Linked DNA regions of Hordeum vulgare: region 2 is linked to region 1. The links are chromatin contacts, called in public Hi-C maps. All regions are on one chromosome and are shown on one strand. Each heading gives the region's core, a stretch centred on a gene start, on an enhancer-like site or on the middle of the called end of the contact. The rest is flanking DNA. Distances are from core to core; before and after follow the strand shown.

Region 1 (5,965 bases), core at 1,212-3,711:
AGAAATTCCTTCAAAAAGGATGTACAAAACCCCGTTCATGAAGAAAGATGAACTCGGATCGGATTCAGTTTCGCGAAGAAAACAAATCCAAAAAATTGATGCACTCATGGAACACTTTCTAGAGTTTGGACGGTCAGATCATGCTGAAATTTTGAGGGGTGGTCGATATAGGAATTCCGCATTCAATGAACGGTGATATTTTCCAATGGATGTACGAGTTGGATACTGTACCCCTCGCCCTAAACTCATCCACATTCCCGTCCAAATTAGACAAGGCTTCGATATATCGGAGATCGCCAGAGATTTCTTCATCGGAACACGACAAAATTTTGCAGGGTTGTTCTAGACTCAACTTCGCACAATTCCACTGGAGCAAACGTTAAAGCGATGCTCGAGGAGGCGGGGACGATGAACATGATCCTGCTTTCGAGAGAAAATTGCACTCTGCGGACGAGCCATCGATCCTTTGGCGATCCCATAGCAGAACTCTCAATGAAAACACCAACATCGGTGTCAAAATCGGTTGATCTCGAGTAGGGGGTCCGAACAGTGGATCTTGGATCGATGGATCACAAGGGACGAAGGAGACGATGTTTACCCAGGTTCGAGCCCTCTTGATGGAGGTAAAACCCTACGTCACGCTCTTGTTGTATTGATGATGTAGTACATAGTGCAAAGTTGATCTATCTCGAGATCGGGTGTTGTGGTCTAAACCCTAACCGTAATGAGCTTAATGTGTCTCAATATGAGATTTTCTATCGAGTAGTCTGGCCTCGGTTTACATAATGCACCATAGGCCTAGGATAACAAGAGTCCTGGTCGGCTACGTCACTATAGAGGAATCATTGCCTTGATCATCAAGTCTTGTGGAATCTTCCTCGTATATCTCGCTGGTTGTCCGAAGTAGCCAGGAGTCCGACCCGTAGAGATAGGTCGGCGGCCCGAGGACCCCTTAGCCCCGGACTCTCTCAGTTGTGATTTAACACAGAAGATAAACTCTCTTCGCCTTATTCTCCTCGACGATTGATTTGTCAATTAGTGTCGATCACTCGTGGTAGATGCTTGAGGTGATCTCCGGACCTTTACACACTTCTTCTTCATGAACCACAATTACTCCTGGGCATTGAAGAAATTGACACCTAACTGTCTAAAGAGTTCGCAACTCTCAAGAGTAATAGGTGGAGTGTACTCAACTTAGATTCAAGTGATACTAAACCACTATCTATTTTTTCGGCTCTTGCATTTTCTCTTGATGGATTTTGAACTCAAATCACTCATGGGAGAGGGTGCTCACTTAATCTTCTTGAAATATCATGGAGCAGCCAACTCACAATGTTTGATGGGGTGGGCCATTTATAGCCGCGGTCTTCCCGATGGGAAAGGATCATTTTGGACATGAACACTCGGCTAATGACCAACTGACACGTCTTCAACGGTCGGATTTTTGAGCACAACGAAAAATATTACTTGTGGGGCAAGAAATGCTAACTCCTTGGTCTGAACCAAAACTTCCGCAACGAAGAAGAACTTTATCTTTTGCTGACAAGTATTTGTTCGGAGCATAAAGAGATTCTTCTCATCTTACTTAGGTTTCGGGTTTAGCATTAGAGAATCGTAAGCTTCGAGCACTACACCCACTTAATAGTAGCGGTCCCATGACTCAAGAAAAGGAAGAAGAACCAAACAAAATACTACGTCTTCGCTTCGTCTTCAAACTTCTCGTCTGCCGTCAACTTCTTCGGACACACATTGAATCAATTGCCTTGCATCAGCAATTTTGAGGGGGTCACTTTCGACAACATAATCTTCGGTGATAATCTTCGCTGCCGCGGAGAAGATTATCTTTGGAGTTTCGAATGACTTCACGAACTTTAACATTCTGTGTGCACGAGCAAACACATTAGTCCCACACTATTTATAAGATCAATCACCAAAACACAAGGAAGCAAATTATTGCAGCAACAATATTTGAGTAGTCTAAAAAATTAGAAGTATGTACGATCTAAAAGTTGAAGTAGAAATGACCCATTATTAAAACCAACTGAACCTATGCGATAAATAAAGTTCCATCGACTATTTTCATATACATGTGTTACATATGAATATGTGTTTGTAAGCAATAACCACCAACAGACATATCGCTATAGACAAAACTAACCTAGATTTGAAACAAGTCCGTTGTTCAGAAATTGTTCTTCTTTTATACTTAAAAATTAACAATTTCTTCCTTTGTTTATAAATATAAGATGTTTTAAATATTTTAATATGATCTACATATAGACTGAAATGAGTGAATAAATATATTGAAACATTCTATACGTACGATTCATAAAATAGTTAGAGCATGTTATATTTCTCAACGGAGGGAATTAACAACACAAGTGAGCAAATAATTCATTCAACCCATCGCCATCTGCGGTCGTCGCCAAAAGTAACAGCGCCCCTCAGCCAGAGCCAGCTCCAATCCCCCATCTCCAAACCAAATCAAACCCAAGGAAAGCCCAAATAGAAAAGCGTGCTGTTTTTTCCTCCTCTCGTGCGCCTCTCACCCCCCGCGATCCCAATTCGATCCGCTCGCCCCTCTCCCGATCCACCCCCCTTCCCCGGTCGCCCAATCCGGCCGCCGCCGCCCGGATTCGCGCGGATTCGGCCGCGGACTCGCGCCTCCCGGGGCCGGAAACCCTAGATCCACCGCCGCCGCCACCATGTTTTGGCGCATGACCGGTCTCTCCGCGGCCTCGCCCGTGAGTTCCCTGCTCGTAGCTCCCCCCCCCCCCCCACCCCCCTCCGCTCTCTCAGATTGGTTTGTTCGTCCGTCCGCCCCTTTGTGCTGCGGTGGCTGCGAGCTTGGTCGTGAACCCATTTGTTTAGATTGACACTGTGGATTGGGTGCCGCACTTGGGTTGTATAATGCTCGCTTGCTCTTATTTTGTTCTCGGGTGCGCTGCGACTGCGAGGTTTGTGATTTTGCATTGGCGAGCTCGTGCATGTGCTCTTATCATGATTGGGGCGGGTTGCAGGGATGGAGTAGATGCCTTCGGTTTGGATTCGGTTATGTTTGCATGCAAGTTAGCCATGGGGAGGACTCGGATCATTGTGTAACAGGGGATGCATATGGCAAAGCTGCTGTGTTCCTAAAACTGAATCCCTGATCTGATGTGTGATACCATTTGATTAGCATCGTAAACTGAAGATTCATATGAGTTGGGTACTTAAGCTGTTTTAGGATGAACTTACTCTATGAGCTACTTGGTTTCTACTAATTTTCTTCCGATATAATATCATGTTTGAGAAAAACTAAGTACCTTTCCAATTCCAGTTCCATTCGTTGGTATTGTGTTCAGTTGCCTTCATAAAATCTTGTGTTCAATCATCCATACTCAGCTGTATCAGGATTTGTATGATGATTTTACTCAATGGCTCCATCATTTCATCTCATGTCTCACATCAATCATGAATAATAATGATAAATATAATACTATTTCATACCAATGTAAATAATTTTTTATCCTCAATGATATATTTATATATTTTCATAGTATTTTAGAAACAAAGGTTATGAATATACCTAACTTAATATATTATTTTTTCAGGTGGATACAATCCTAGACAAGGAAAATTTTACACTTGAAGAACTTCTTGACGAGGATGAAATTATTCAAGAGTGCAAAGCACTGAACACCCGACTCATAAATTTGTAATTTCCTTGAGCTTCTGTTATTAGTTGAGGTTTACATGGGTGTCATGTTTGATTTATCGTCTAACCTTACTATTCATTTTCATACTGTGTACTAGAGTATCAAATAAGAATTATATATTTTTCTCTTCAGATAGCTGCAACCGTTGTAAAGGAAACAAAGTTGCTTATTAGGTTAAGGGAATATGAACCAGTGTACATATATGAGTCAAGTGCATTTGTTTTTGCACTTAAGAGAATCATGTGCCCCATACATAGGAAAGATAGAATCATCCTACTGCATTCCTTTTCTGGTCCTTTCATGACCCATGCTGTTCAAAGGCTAATACAGAAATTGGATTACTTACGAGCTGGAATGGGATGTAGAGTATAACCCAAAGTTTCTTAGTAGGAATACAACCTTAATGGAATTCGGAATGGGACTTTAGCATTTCCCTCCAGCAGCACTTTGTTTGGGGATGGTTGATTGCTTTTTGATTCTCTAAATCCAAATCCTGCCTCAGTATTTTGGATTGATCAGACCGCCTATTGTAGAAGAGATAGCTTGCTAAAAATAGTACCGCATTTGTGCTTAAGAAAAGGCTTTCTTGTCCGGGTCTATATCCACTTGTAATACACCACACACCCCACTATCAATAGTTTGCTGCATATGCACAGTTTTAATCCCATCATAGGAAGAAAATCTGCACAGAATTTGCAGTTTGTTTTTGGCACTAATGCTGGCAGTAGTGCTTTCTTCTAAATAGATAGTTCACACAGTTATTTTGTTTACAAGCAAGGATCACTATTTTCTGAGTATGCTCTTTTCTTGAGGAGGGTAAAACTGTTTCTATTCCCCTTTTCATTTTCCTCTACAAATAGATGCTTAGTTTTACTTTTATCTGTATTAACCTGCAAAGAAGTAAACCAGATGCTTTCTGAGCAAGTACAAGTAATTAAACTAGTATTTTGCACCTTCAAACCAAATTGGCACATTGAGTTTTTGTGATAAATCGCCTGGTTGAATGAATGACTGATATAGTTAATACCTATATTGGCCTTCATTTTCTTGTCTGCAATGACATCCATTGTTCCTTGAGTATTTCCAGCATATAATGCTTGAAATGTTTTCTGTAGCCTGCGTGACAAGGCCCAGGTCGAACAATTGCTTCGTTATGTTGTTGAAGAAGTTCCGGATGATGCTGAAAAAAAGCGCTCTTTCAAGTATGCCATTGGTTATTAACATTCATTACCTTTATATGTTAAGGACAGAGTTTCCTCCTTCGTAGAAATTTACCCATTCCTTGCAGGTTCCCTTTCATTGCTTGTGAGATATTTACTTGTGAAATCGATGTCATTTTGAGGACCCTAGTAGAGGATGAAGAGGTTAGAGTAAAAACTTTCTTGTCCTTTTGACGACATTGCCAGATATGTTTCATTACAACCATTCTAGCTAATTTTATTTCTCTTTCTCTTCTGCATTACAGTTAATGGATTTGCTTTTCTCATTTGTGAAACCTGATCATCCACACAGCACATTATTATCTGGTTACTTCAGTAAGGTATTTCATTTTATTTGGATTATTTATACCTGAATCATGGCATAAATTCATTCTAAAAGCTCCCTCCAGAAGTTTGGTCTTGCCTTTTGTTAATCTGATGTTGATACTCTCATCTTGTAGTCGTTGTCATATTTATTACAAGTTTGATTACTTATTTGTTGTAGGTGGTAATTTGTTTGATGCTGCGGAAGACTGCCCCATTAATGAATTATGTTCAGGTATTCCTTGTCCACTATAAACAAGGAACGGTTTATTAACTCACACTTAGAACTTATGGGGTATATGTTCATTTAGTGTACTTTCTTTGAATATTTGGGCTGTTTGGCCAATCAAGGCAAGCTAATGTTTTGCGCTGGGTCTAGCTTTCATTCAAACAATTCTGTGCTCACCAATTTCATGCCACTAGCTTGATTCTTGAGCATTTCAATGGATTACAACACACTCATTTTTGTTTAGGAGCATCCAGAGATCGTTGTCCAACTTGTCGACCTGATTGGGATCACATCTGTAATGGAGGTGAGATGTTATTGATAATTATTACATTTATTGGATTGATGTTTTGGCTGCCACAGTTGGTTGATGCTGCTGCCCCTGGAATTCTTCAGGTGCTGATACGTCTGATTGGTGCTGATGAGACCATATATTCAAACTATGCTGATACAATGCAGTGGTTAGAAAATACAGATGTTCTTGGAATGATCGCAGATAAGTTTAGCTCATCGGTGAG
Region 2 (5,965 bases), core at 1,059-3,558, 490 kb after region 1:
CTTGATAGAGATAACAAAAGTTTCCTAAACAATAAATGATTCATCAAAATCTAAGACACAAGCTATAAGCTCTAATCTCAATCCTTGAGTGTATTGTGCAATGCATTTCGGTGAACATAGACCAAATCAAAATAATGCTTAAGACTCCCATAGTGCACCTTAACTAACTGATAGAGTTTTTGCTCCTCGTCATAAAGCTTATCTAGTGTTTTCCCATGATAACCGTATCCACAAGCATCACTTGAGGATTCTCTGTTAGCATGCACAGACTTGAATGACCAACTCCAAGAAAGTGTAGAGAAAACCTTGGCAGACTTCGAATTTTTTCCTGCACATAGAACAACAAACGGTATTCCTCAGGAAGTGATGGTTTGTTAAAGGTAATAGAGAGGCGTTTGGAATGTCGTTGATCCCAAAATATAGAACTCCTACTGCCATTACCTATTGCTTTGCAATGTGTTGGTGTATACTTGATGCATAACACTTGGAGAATCAAACAATACATAGACAAGATCACAAGAAGGTTGACATACTTCATAGTACATATGCATCATAAGAGTCTAGAGTATAAGTTTTATTATTATTATTTTGCGAATAGGCTAGAGTTGAAGTTAGTAAGTGGCATCTAAACAAATATCAAGGGTGCTATATGGATGAGAAAAACTAAATACATTACCGCATCTAAACAAATATCAAGGGTGCTATATGGATGAGAAAAACTAAATACATTACCTTTCTTTACTTGCACCTCTGAAGGATCTAGCCGCCCGGTAGCAGAATCCAAAAGTATAACAACATCAGTCCCACTTGCGGCTGCTTTCAAGAAGTACTCATCAATCTCCTTGGCTATTTCTACCAGTGACTTGTCATTCGCCCAGGCCATAACCGAAGAGTCTGAGTCCTTTGTTACCCAGCTGCTCACCATTGATGAGTTTTCATCACCCAGAACCCTGCTCTTTGCTGGATGCAATTCCATACGCCTAACAACGCCATCAGCATTGCGAGAGACGCTTTCATCTTGTTCATCAAATTCTATGTTTGTTTCCACCCAATCGTCATCCATGCTGACCTGTGAGGCCACTTCTTTATCGTCCTGATCAGCCAACGAAGATGGAAGAAAATACAAGGGACGCATGGTGATTGGGTCCGTGTACTCCCACTCCATACCGGGCGGCGGCGGTGGGGGCAGAGGCGTTGAGCAGCTGTCAGTGTCGTCGTCTTCATCCGTGGAATCATCCCCGTCGAGTTCACCATCTCTCTTCTCCCTCTTTCTTATCCTTATCGGACTAAACGGTATGAGTGGTGGGGGGAGTGGTGATGGCGGCATTGAGGATGTCACGGAGTGTGGTGGCATGGAAGAAGTCACAGAGTATGCCGGAGGCGGTGGTGGCGGCGGAGGGGGAGGAGGAGGAGGAGGAGGTGGTGAGGCGGCGACTGGAAGGGACTGGTGCGACGATGCAGTCTCCACCTCGGCGAATTGCCGGAGAGTGGCTCCTGTGTTGCGGAGAGCCTGCAGGTAGGTAATGTGTGCAGCTGCAAGGTCGACACGGCGGCGCACGAGTTGCTTCATGAGCTTCCTCCTGTCCCTGCATCTCCTCACCGCCTCCTCGTCCTCCACTTTGGAGTGCCTGCAACCCATCTGCCGCCAACAAACTTAAATAATGCAGATTGCAGCACCAGCTGAAAGGAAATCCCAAATCGGGGGCCTCAGTCGAAATTCCAGAGAGCATCCAACAGTCCGGCTGTTGATTCCTAGCAACCCCGCCGAAACAAGAAAAGAAATCGCTCCTTCTCCTCCGCAACAACCACTCTCACATCCTCGCAGATAGCCCGCTCCTACATCAATATCTGGCACACAGAAGGGTTGATCCAAACATCAAGATTCAGCTAACACGAACTGAGGCAAAATAATAATACACCTAAAGAATAGCCTCGATTTAACTCTAGCCTGCTCGACGGACTTACTGGAAAGGAAGAAATGCACGCCGGTCCGCAATCTTGGAGTCGGCGGCCAGCTTGAAAGCTACGCTGCCCCGGATTGGAGAAAGAAGGGATCTAGACAACCTCAAGAGCCCTCCCTCTATCTGGTCAAGCACACGGACTGGCAGGTGGTGAAGGAGAGACGAGGAGAGAGGACGAGACAATTGGGAGCCGAGGGAGAAAGGGGAAAAGGAGAAGAGAAAGGGGAAAGCAAAGGTGTGCGATTTGGTTAGCTTTCTTTCCGGGCCGCGGTAAAGTACCGGTGCGAGGAGGAAGAAATTGTGCAGCAAGGATGGTGGTCAGACTTGACCTGCTCCGCCACTTTCCTCTGTCACGGAAACTCTTCCACTTGTCCTCTCATTTTCCTTTTTTTTCTTTTGTCCTTCTATACCCCTTGTACGGCCGGACAGGTCGCGGGCCGATCCTGAAATTTCCATCCAGCCGGGCATTTCAAACAGGTTTTAAACGTACAGATTAATCGACATTCCTAGTATCCAATCAAAATGTGGAACGGATATAGAACGCCAGGGTGTGCCCGAGCACATCCACCATATCCGTCTGGCCTTCGCTCGTCCGCATCGACCCTACATATATTCGTCCTCATCCGTTCGTCGCATCAAATCCTAGTCATTTCATTTCACTCACATCCGCCATGCAAGCTCACCTCCTTCCGCATGACGGGCAACGGATCCGAGTCCTTTCCCTTCAGATCCCTCGACCACGAGCTCATCCCACGTGACCCTCAGGAGGAGATGGTCGTCCGGCTTGCGCTCCAGCGCTCCCGGGAGGCGGCCGCCCGACAGTAGCGATCGGACTCATAACGTCGGGAATCCATTGCGTCGACACAACCTGTGCTTGGATCCGGTGTCGCTGCCTCACCGGAGGCGGTGCGTGCTATCTAGCGTCCAAACGTCGTGGCGGACGCGCAATCCCTCCGTTGACACGTCAAGGAGGCACCATGGGCGACCGCGAATGCTAACATGGCACGGTGTGCCCGCCGTGCGAGGCAGCAGGCGCGGGAGGCGACGGAGGCCCTTGCGACGGTGGGCGTTGGAAAGGCGGAGTCACACTCTCCGGCACCCCGTATGATGCACGGGCGCGGGCGCTGCAACCACGTCGTGGTGGACGTAGGCTCCTCCTAGGAAGGATCCGTCATCGACCTCACATCCATCGGCATCGTCCGAGTTACGGGCTCCGACTAGAAAGAGTAAGGCATGAGAGACGACGGGAGCTCGACTCTCTTGAGTCGGCTAGTGTCTCATGTCCTACTCTACCTCGTCGGCGATCGCACCGACACTATGAGGGCCGCAGTCAGCCGCCGGACATGGACACGGTGGAGTCAGACGAGTTCTTAAAGATCGTTTTACATGCATGTAATAATATGGATTTGAGGTTTTCAATTTGAGGTATCTGGTTGTAGAATGCATTATTTAAGACGTGTCTGGTGAAGACATTTTAGGGTTCAGATTTGCCAGGTCCGGGTGTAGATGCTCTTGGGTTCACGCCGTCCATGCAAGCTATACGAACTAACTAGGAACATTTGGTATATTTACTTTGATAATACGGGTTTTCGGTATACTTATATATATATATATATATATATATATATATATATATATATATATATATATATATATAGGGCCGCGCTATTCGTCATCCTGGGTGAGGAATAGTTATTCTTCACCCCCTCTATTTTAACATTAATGCACCGTAATTTTACGTTTCGTAAATTTTGTCTTATTTTATGCGTCAAAAGAGACCGTAAAAAATATAATCAACGTAAAAATATTTTATGTCACTTAAAATTACGAACGTAAAAAAATAGTGCAAAAAATACAATAAATTCAATTTTTTCTGGTCTTGCGGCCTATATTCTTTCTTTTGTTTTGTCAAATTTTACGTAGTGATTCAATATAAATGTAACTATTTATATTTCAAATGTAACTTATTTGTAAATTGATCGTAAAATTATCTCGATGAAGAATAAACTATTCTGCACCCTGGGTGATGAATAGAGTTTCTCTATATAAATATATATATATTGGTAATTTGGTAAATATGGTAAGTATGAAATTAAAATATGGTTTGTTTTTGTATAAAAAAATATTTTTGTGTAATCAATAGAGTTTTATTCCATCACAACAGGGCTACAATCCTTTGGCACGAGATCCTTAGTACATGAGGTCCTCTACCGGGCCACACGACCGTAGGTCGCTCAGAGTGATTATACGTTGCATGAAATCTACAACATTATTTCACACTTTATGAAGTTTGTAATGAATAAACACCCTATCAATCATTAGGGACATAACTTCAGCCACTAAATGACCAAACGCCGATCGATCTAAACAAAAAATTGAAAGACATGATAAGGCAGACGAAGAGTAAGACTGAACCAACGTCGAAAGAAAAATATGTTGTCGAGCAATCGCCATACCAATCATCAACGCATGAATCTCTATCTCTAGAGCCTCGCAGTAATTGAATAAGTAACGTTAAGCCAAAAACGACAGAGCCGTCATGCCAGAATCATCCCAACCCGCGTCGTGCCATCCTCTTCCAGGAAAGATTTTTCCATGGACAAGGCCTTCATGTTGCTAGGACAAGGCCTTCGTGTAGCACCTGGGCTTCTCGGTGAAGCTATGGTCTTTCCCATGAGTCTTTGACCACCATTTTTCCTTTTAGCATTTCTTTTGTTGTGTACTTTTGAGCAAAGGATCGACCTCATATAGCTTACTAGGAAGTCAACCAAATCCTGGGTTGGGGCGCCCTCCTTGTCATGACTGACGTTAACATGTATCTCCCATATGCGCCGCACAAGCATCACAATCATCTGTGGGTAATGTTCGAGCAGCTTGTTTATTGACATGGATAAGGTTATCTTCGTTTACAAAGCGTCACTAGTTCTTTTATAACCCTACCCCCCCTCCCCGACACACACACAAAAAGGTACTTCTGCGGTAAATGATTATAGTCACATATCTTTGTTGAGTTGTAGAATCAAACATTTGACTATACTCCTAGCAAACATATTGCAATTATTTATTCTCGAGCTATTGCACGTAAACCAGTATGGATTTTTGAAAACAAAGACAATTCAAAACTGCATTGCTTGGGATATGAATTTCTATGTCAATGCCATGAGAGCAAGAGTACTATTGTAGTCTTGAAGTTGGGCTTTGAAATACTTTTAATAAAATTGAGCATGGTATGATTCTAGCAATTCTGCAGCAAAAGGGATTTGGTAGAAAGTGGTGCTCATGGATAAAGGAGATCTTGGGTCAAGTATTCTTTTGTTCTTCTCAAATGCATTCATGGAGCATAATTCAAATGCAGAAGGGGCGTGAGTGTAACTACTAAGATGCGACACTTTCCTTATTTCGGGGCGAGGCCTCAAAAGGGGAAAGAGACGCATCTAAGTGTTTCGCAAGCAGGATAAACATCGCAATACATAATAGATGGAAGAGTAATAAGATTTGGCATACACTCGCCACAAGCTAAATTACAGAGTCACACATTCATAAACTATTCCAATGGGAAAACAGGGTCCGACTATGGATAAGATAAACGACAAAAGACAATGATATCCCGCCTTGCTACGCTCATGATCACGACCAAGTGCCTCTAGTCCTCGGGATACGTCACGTATAGCCTACCACTATCCTCGTCGAACTCCCATTTTGGTTAGGTATCCTCAGGAACATCTGCATCTGGGTACCTCTACCTGTGGGTGGTTGTAGTAATCTGTGAGCCACGGGGACTCATCAATCTCATGACCTTGGTATCGAGTCTAACTAAGTTAATAGGTGACGTTGGGGTATGTGTTTGAGTCTGCAGCAACCTAAGCATTTATGGTGGCTAACTTACGAAAAACAGAAACAAGTTATGATGGTCTACGTGTGACGGTCAAGATCTAAGAATGATCACTAAGTGATCCTGAACACCTACTTACGTCATTCATAACCCCACCGTGTTCTCGATCACA

The links. Hi-C and Micro-C count contacts between places; a contact is called where the count stands out from the background.
Region 2: a Hi-C map of leaf shows a contact between it and region 1, with 5 times the contacts expected there. The contact joins the promoter of LOC123443784 here to the promoter of LOC123443782 in region 1. A contact is called at or near these places in 3 of 6 Hi-C or Micro-C datasets (all in leaf).

The regions. Positions count from the first base shown.
Region 1 is chr3H:335,840,539-335,846,503 of MorexV3_pseudomolecules_assembly, forward strand. LOC123443782 (serine/threonine-protein phosphatase 6 regulatory subunit 3-like) reads left to right here and starts at 2,462. Exons shown (of 19, transcript XM_045120310.1): 1 at 2,462-2,744; 2 at 3,594-3,697; 3 at 4,814-4,900; 4 at 4,987-5,062; 5 at 5,164-5,238; 6 at 5,403-5,456; 7 at 5,695-5,754; 8 at 5,844-5,960. The coding sequence starts at 2,706.
Region 2 is chr3H:336,326,271-336,332,235 of MorexV3_pseudomolecules_assembly, forward strand. It overlaps LOC123443784 (protein ALTERED PHOSPHATE STARVATION RESPONSE 1-like), which reads right to left and starts at 2,309. Exons shown (of 6, transcript XM_045120311.1): 1 at 1,966-2,309; 2 at 733-1,848; 3 at 159-328. The coding sequence starts at 1,639.